Regions from separate parts of the Mus musculus genome. Here region 2 is linked to region 1. Evidence: chromatin contacts called from public promoter capture Hi-C data. All regions are on one chromosome and are shown on one strand. Each heading gives the region's core, a stretch centred on a gene start, on an enhancer-like site or on the middle of the called end of the contact. The rest is flanking DNA. Distances are from core to core; before and after follow the strand shown. Region 1 holds the start of Bpi (bactericidal permeablility increasing protein). Region 2 holds the start of Nnat (neuronatin).

Region 1 (3,100 bases), core at 437-2,936:
CACGGGTGTTTTGCCCGAGTGTATGTCTGAATGGGAAGGTGTCCAGGATTATTTTCTGAAAATGGCATTTTATGACAGGTCATGGATCCCAGCTGCCTCGGGTGCAGAAGAAATGTTCTGAGGGAGATCCAGAGGGCGAAAACCCAGGGGTAAGAATTCCTGGCGTCTCCCCTTCACCGCCTCTTGAAAGCAGGGTCCTTTACAAATATCATTGCATAGGAGGAGCAATATCTGGCAGGTCCTGTGTACACAGCTCTGTGTTTCTTCCGATGTTTGGAAGGCAATGTCTCCTAGCTGGGCAGATAGCAGGAGGATCTGCTTAGAAAGAAGTGATGAGGGAAAAAAAAGGAAGGAAGGAAGGAAGAAAGAAAGGAAACAAGGAAAGAAGGAAGAAAGGAAATGAGCCCTCAGGAGGATAGGAGGATCCCGATTTTTAGACTTCCATAAAATCCAGGGGATTGGGGTGGGGCGTGAGAAACCTTGAGCCTCTGAAGTCCAGCCCCCTCTGTTCACCATGGAGACCGGGCCACTCCCACTCGGGGCCTGAGGCTGCTGCAGAACTTCACAGCCCTGCATGCAAAGCTGAACTAGATTGCAGGAGGGGAGGGATGGGGGTGGGGGTTCCCACCTTGCCCCTCCAGCTTAGCGCCTCCTGCTCCTGATGGTGTTAGAAGTATCTTGGCTCTAAGAGAAGCCTACTGTCCCCTCAGAAGCCTCAAATCCTGGTCCCTGAGAAGGAGGGGTGAAATGTGTGAAAACAGATATCTGGTTAAGAAAACTGGGTTTAGGAAACGATGGAATATTGAAAGCCGGGGGAGAATGTATTCAGAGAAAGGGAACTTTCCCGGGCTAACCAATAGGATCCCATGTCTGATAGGAAAACAAACAGGCAGAACTAACTATCTATGCTTGCCAGGAAAAAAAAAATGGGACAGGCGAAAATTAAAATATGTTTGGTGTTGTGTCTTGGAGACGAGTCCATGTAACTGATTCTCGTATTTATTTCTGAAGTTCCGGTTAAGGCTCCCATCTGGATTCTCTTTCTCGCAAGGCACACTATGCCTGCTTTCCCTACTGGAAGGCCATCCTGTCCTCACAGTAAGCTAGGGGCGAAGGTGATAGTCCCCCCCCACCCCCCACCACCACTCTATAGGAGAGGAAACCGAGGCACAGAGAAGCACAGAGAGGCTGAGACCAGCCTTAAAGAGTAGCTGAGATGCCAAGGACAAGACTCCAGAATTAGAGCACTAAAAAAGTACCCCTGCAGCCTGGGATGGGGGACACCTCCAAAGGTCCCGTTTTTTAAACAATTTACTACGGATACAACCAAAGGGATAGGAACTAGAGACAGGGAGTCTCCGTGTGGTCACCACCCAGCTTGAAAGAAAGCCTTACATGAGGCGAGGAGGACGCAAGAAAAGGATGGACTGCTTAGGAAGAGGAATCCGTCCCAGAGCCACAGGTCTCAACAGGCTCGCGCGTGCTGGCATGGGTGGGCGCGTGCACGTGCACAGCACATGCGCACATGCCCATGCTCGCACAGACCTCTAGGCTCCACTGGGGCAGCCCCTGGACTGGTCCCCAACGTTGATGGGGAACCGCAGCTGCCCTCCCCCTCCCGCCCCCACGGCTGCCTTCCTCCTTCCTCTTTCTACTACTGCCCTGCCCTTCCCCAGAAGGCTTCTTTATAGGTCTCAGGTTCCCATCCGAGGCCTTGTGGTTTGGGCTGCCCTAGAGGACATGACCTGGGCCCCTGACAACGTGCGGAAATGGTCAGCCCTGTTGCTGCTGGCCATCATTGGCACAGCCCTGACAGCCGCCACCGACCCTGGCTTCGTGGCCATGATCTCCCAGAAGGGTCTGGACTTCGGTAATTGGATGCCTTTCTCTCTTCCTCCCCTTCCCTGACAGGGCACTTAGGGTGCACAGCCCTTTAAATCGGATGCCTGGCAAGTTCACTGCTTCCCCCCCCCTCCTATTTTACATAGAAAGAAACTAAGGCACCGTCTCATAGGACTAGAAAAGTGTCAGAGCTGGGACTGGATCACACTACTCTAGAAGATTCCAAGTGCCCCGGGGCTCTGAGGGTCCCCACGGTCCCTTCTCTCTACACCGTGACATTTCTAGGCCTTTTCTTTCCAAAGTCAGTCGTCTGCCTTACCTCCTTTGTTAGAGACTAAGCAGGCAGGGGGTGCCGGGGGGCGCCTCCAGTGAGATGTACACACACTGCGGGCAGACTCTGGGAAAGCTACCCCAGGCTCCTCCCAAAGGCCAGGCAGGTAACAACTCCGCTCACCTGCTTCTCTGCCAGGCGCCTCACAGATCCACCGGTCCCATTCTTCCATTGCAGGACTGGGTGGGTGGGACACAGCACTCCTGCAGGTGAGGAGTCTCTAGCAAAGGCGCTCTAGTCCTCACTGAAGCCCTTCTTGGGGCCGCTTAGTGCTGCCTCCTGGTGGCAGAGAGAGGAACTGCAGAACTCAGGGCGATCCTAGTTCAGATCAGACCAGGTTGGGTGGGGGGGCGGGGCAGGTCCCAGGGGATCTGCTTTCCTATCCCAGAACGCATGTTCCAGGCCATGCAGGCCATCGCAGGGATGCAAACAGATTCCCCCATGAACGTCGATGAGGATATGGTTGTGTTTAAATCCAGAGCTGGTGTGTGTGTGTGTGTGTGTGTGCGCGCGTGTGTACATACATGTCACATGAGTGCATGGGTGACTGACAGCTTTTGTGGGAGCAGAGGCTCAGCTCCAGTGTCCCATGTGGCAACTGGAGTGAGTTTTTAAAAAATGCAGCAAGCCTATTATTCATTTGTATGCCCACATCCAAAGGTTGAACTTGGGGAACAAGAAGCCTTGATCTCCCATCTTGACTCTACCATATGTCAGCAGTGAGCTCTTGACCAGAGCACTAGGGTGTGGGAGGGAAGGGAAGGACCCCCTTCCTAGGATTGCTCAGCTTGGCAGGGAGCAGTGCTGGTGGATGGGAAGACCCCCGTGCTTTTTACTGTTACTACTGCTGGTTATAATGGCATCTGGGCTGGTTCCTGGCAAACTGGAAGCTACCTCAGGTCACCTCTCTGCCTCCCTCTTCTCCCC
Region 2 (3,100 bases), core at 368-2,867, 700 kb before region 1:
ACAACAGCAAATGTGAATGCCCTTTCCTCCCCACCCACCCATGAATGTCTACTCCTATCCAAATTATTACTTAAAGATAGCCTGCTAGGGTGTGTCTTCCCTAGGCTTCTACTGGGGGATCCCAGGAGGACACGGTCCCCACAGTGGGCTGGCTTTGCCTGGGCCCTGCCCAGCAGAGATCATGTATCGCCTCCTGGGGCTGCAGCCCGTCCTCAAAGGTCCCAGACCTCACAATACCGCCCTGTGGCTGCCACAGGACACCATGGGCTTGGTGTTGTGCCACCGTGTGGTAAGGAAAGGCTCTGTATCTAGTCTCACATCTTGCTGCTACTGAGTGTGGTGGAGTATGCCAATTTTACAACAGTTATCTGTGCACTGCCGACCTGGAGAGGCTAGGCAATGGAACCTCAGATCCTGGCAAGCTATGGGAAGATACAGTAGAAAGCAGCCTGAACCATTGTTTGCCTTTTGCAAATAGTTCAGCATCATTTACCCCAAACCAGCCAACTTCTTTGAAAAATAAATTTTTAAAAAAAGAAAACCAAAACCACAATACCCAAACTCAGTTGGACCATTAAACCTCCATCTTTTACTGACATTGAACAGAAATGGGTCTATGAAAGTATTTAATCAAAATTAATGTCCTATCCAAATAGGGGCAAATACTATTTGGCCTCTGTGCCAAGGAGGCTTGCTGGAGAGGTACTTTCTCCAGCCACTGGGACCGTGGGAACCTTCTACTTGCAGATGGCAATTTGGTCTTGCTACCATTATCGCAATTCACTAAAGATCTATAAGACAACGCTAACAGAGGACACAAGCTTTACTTTGAAACTAGAAGACAGTAGCCACAACCCTACGTGGATGTAGCAAAATCCTATTTTGTGTTCCAGCTGCATAGCGAACTCATACAAAGAACCACCCTGGCTCAGGCAGACCTACTAAGGATTAAGAGAAGGGAGCACAAAAAACAGAGGTCCGTATCTGTCCCGCAGAAAATTTGGTCTACTTCTCCATAAAGCTCGCTCCTTTGGCACACACAAAGCACGCCAATCCTTCCTACATCCCTCCCAGAGTAGATACAATTGCTTTAGCTACGAAGAGCAAGAGTGCCGGTCCAGCTCGGGATCGCAGCCACTACCGCCTGCCGGACAGAGCGGGAACCAACAGTCAGAAAAGATCAAAGATTCTCACAAAACAGCTGGCATGGGTTTAAAATTCACGGACTAGTAGGAATGCAGAAAAAAGGTATACATTTTGCTTTCAGAGAGACTTCTGTAACTTCGGCTTTCCATCCGTATGGAAGGTATATTTTGGCGCGGCACTGGTTACGCGGCATGTAGAATTTGTAGGCTTGGGTGTGTCGAACCAAGAGGCTTGCACCCCTACCCTCATTCTACACTGTAGAGCCACGACTTCCCTCCATTTTACACCGAATTTCAAAAGCGGGCAGAGCAGAATCTTCTGGAACGGTGTTAGAGCGGGCTCAGGAGGTGGGGGTCGGTGTGGAAAGAACAGACGGGATTTTTTTTTCTCTCTTGGCGAATGAGGAGCGCCCCCCATCACCCCTCCTTCTCAACATCCCCCAAGCGCGCATGCGCACTTAGGTGGCAAGAGGGTACTTAAGGCACGGCCACCGGGGCTGCGGCATTGCGCCCAGCAGCGGACTCCGAGACCAGTAGACCTCGGCGAACCCTTGCTCTCGACCACCCACCCACTTTCGGAACCATGGCCGCAGTGGCAGCAGCCTCGGCAGAACTGCTCATCATCGGCTGGTACATCTTCCGCGTGCTGCTGCAGGTGAGTATGTACCCGGGCTTTGGGTGGGAGAGGGCACCCGAAACGCGCCCCGGGACCCCTTAATCCATATCGCGATTGCCGCCCCTACCCAACCCATCCTATCCCAATTGCCGCAATCCCTGTGTACCAAAGTGCCGCGGTGGTACTATTTGTCCCCGCCCGTTCCCGTGCCCACATCCTCGCGCAGACCCTGTCCCCAGTGCGCCCGCGCCCAGCCGGGAACAAAGACTCAGGGGTGCGGCGGTCGCCCGCTGCGGACGATCGCGACCAACGCGGTAAGAAATACCCGCTATATTCAGGCTCGATCCCAGGAGGGAGGCGGGGCACTTGTGTGCTGTGAAACTTTACAGTTCGCACAACAGAAAATTTTCACCTTAAAAAATTGCGCAATGCAGGAAATTTTCTTTTAAATACACTATGTACACACATATAACACTTGGGTGGGTGAAAAAGAAGTTAGAAAATGGCACTCCTCAGGAAAAATAACAAAAAGAATCTCAATAAGGGGGAAAGGGAGGAAATAGAGAAAACGCGCATTGCAGGAAAAATAAGCCAGACAAAGGCACTTACTAGGAGAAAAATGGATTAGATAAAAGTGCATTGGAAAAGAAACAAAGAAACGAAAAAAAAAAAAAAAAAAACCGAATTGGAAACACACTAGAGAAAAAAATGCCCCTTGCAGGACAAAAACGGAAGGGGAAAGAACATTTTCAAAAAAAAAAAAAAAAGAAAGAAAGAAAGAAAAAGAAAAAAGAAAGAAAGAAAGAAAGAAAGGGGCAAATCATTTTATGGAAAAAGAGAGTGCGCGATATCGCGCGCAAAAGTGCTTCTCTTAAAGCCAAACTGGAAGAAAGCGCTTTGTGCAAAAAAAAACTATCTACCCCAAGAGCTCCCTTTGCAGGAATCCTGCTAAAGGAATCCTTTGCCAAAGGAATCGCATATTTCCTTCAAGGTGTTCCTGGAATGCTGCATTTACTGGGTAGGATTCGCTTTTCGAAATCCTCCAGGGACACAGCCCATTGCGAGAAGTGAGGTATACTTAAGTTGTGGGTCCAATCAGCTTGCAGCCATGCAGCTCTCAGCACAGTTGGAAAAGCTCCAGCTGCCCTGACTGGTGGACAAGCTGTGCCTCGGCCGCCACTCCAGGCTATGCTGGACAGGCGGGCGGGGCAGGGGGCGGGGCCGGGCGGGCAAAGCAGCAGCAGCAAGCAGCAGTAGCAGCAGTAGCACACAGGATCATGGGTACTTCTCTAAGGGTGGGTCCTGGGTCTCTCACCGCAGGTGTTCAGGTACTCCCTGC

Evidence for each region. Capture Hi-C pulls out chosen DNA fragments and counts their contacts.
Region 2: a contact with region 1 is called in a promoter capture Hi-C map of adipose tissue. The contact joins the promoter of Nnat here to the promoter of Bpi in region 1. A contact is called at or near these places in 4 of 39 promoter capture datasets (the C10 cell line, the HPC-7 cell line and liver) and 1 of 9 other capture datasets (adipose tissue).

Annotation. Positions count from the first base shown.
Region 1 is chr2:158,256,555-158,259,654 of GRCm38.p6, forward strand. It overlaps Bpi (bactericidal permeablility increasing protein), which reads left to right and starts at 1,687. Exons shown (of 15, transcript NM_001356542.1): 1 at 1,687-1,870. The coding sequence starts at 1,741. It overlaps Gm34571 (a long non-coding RNA gene), which reads right to left and starts at 2,425. Exons shown (of 3, transcript XR_866913.1): 1 at 2,297-2,425.
Region 2 is chr2:157,558,461-157,561,560 of GRCm38.p6, forward strand. Nnat (neuronatin) reads left to right here and starts at 1,618. Exons shown (of 3, transcript NM_010923.3): 1 at 1,618-1,800; 2 at 2,753-2,833; 3 at 3,082-3,100. The coding sequence starts at 1,729. All of the region lies in intron 1 of Blcap (bladder cancer associated protein), which reads right to left.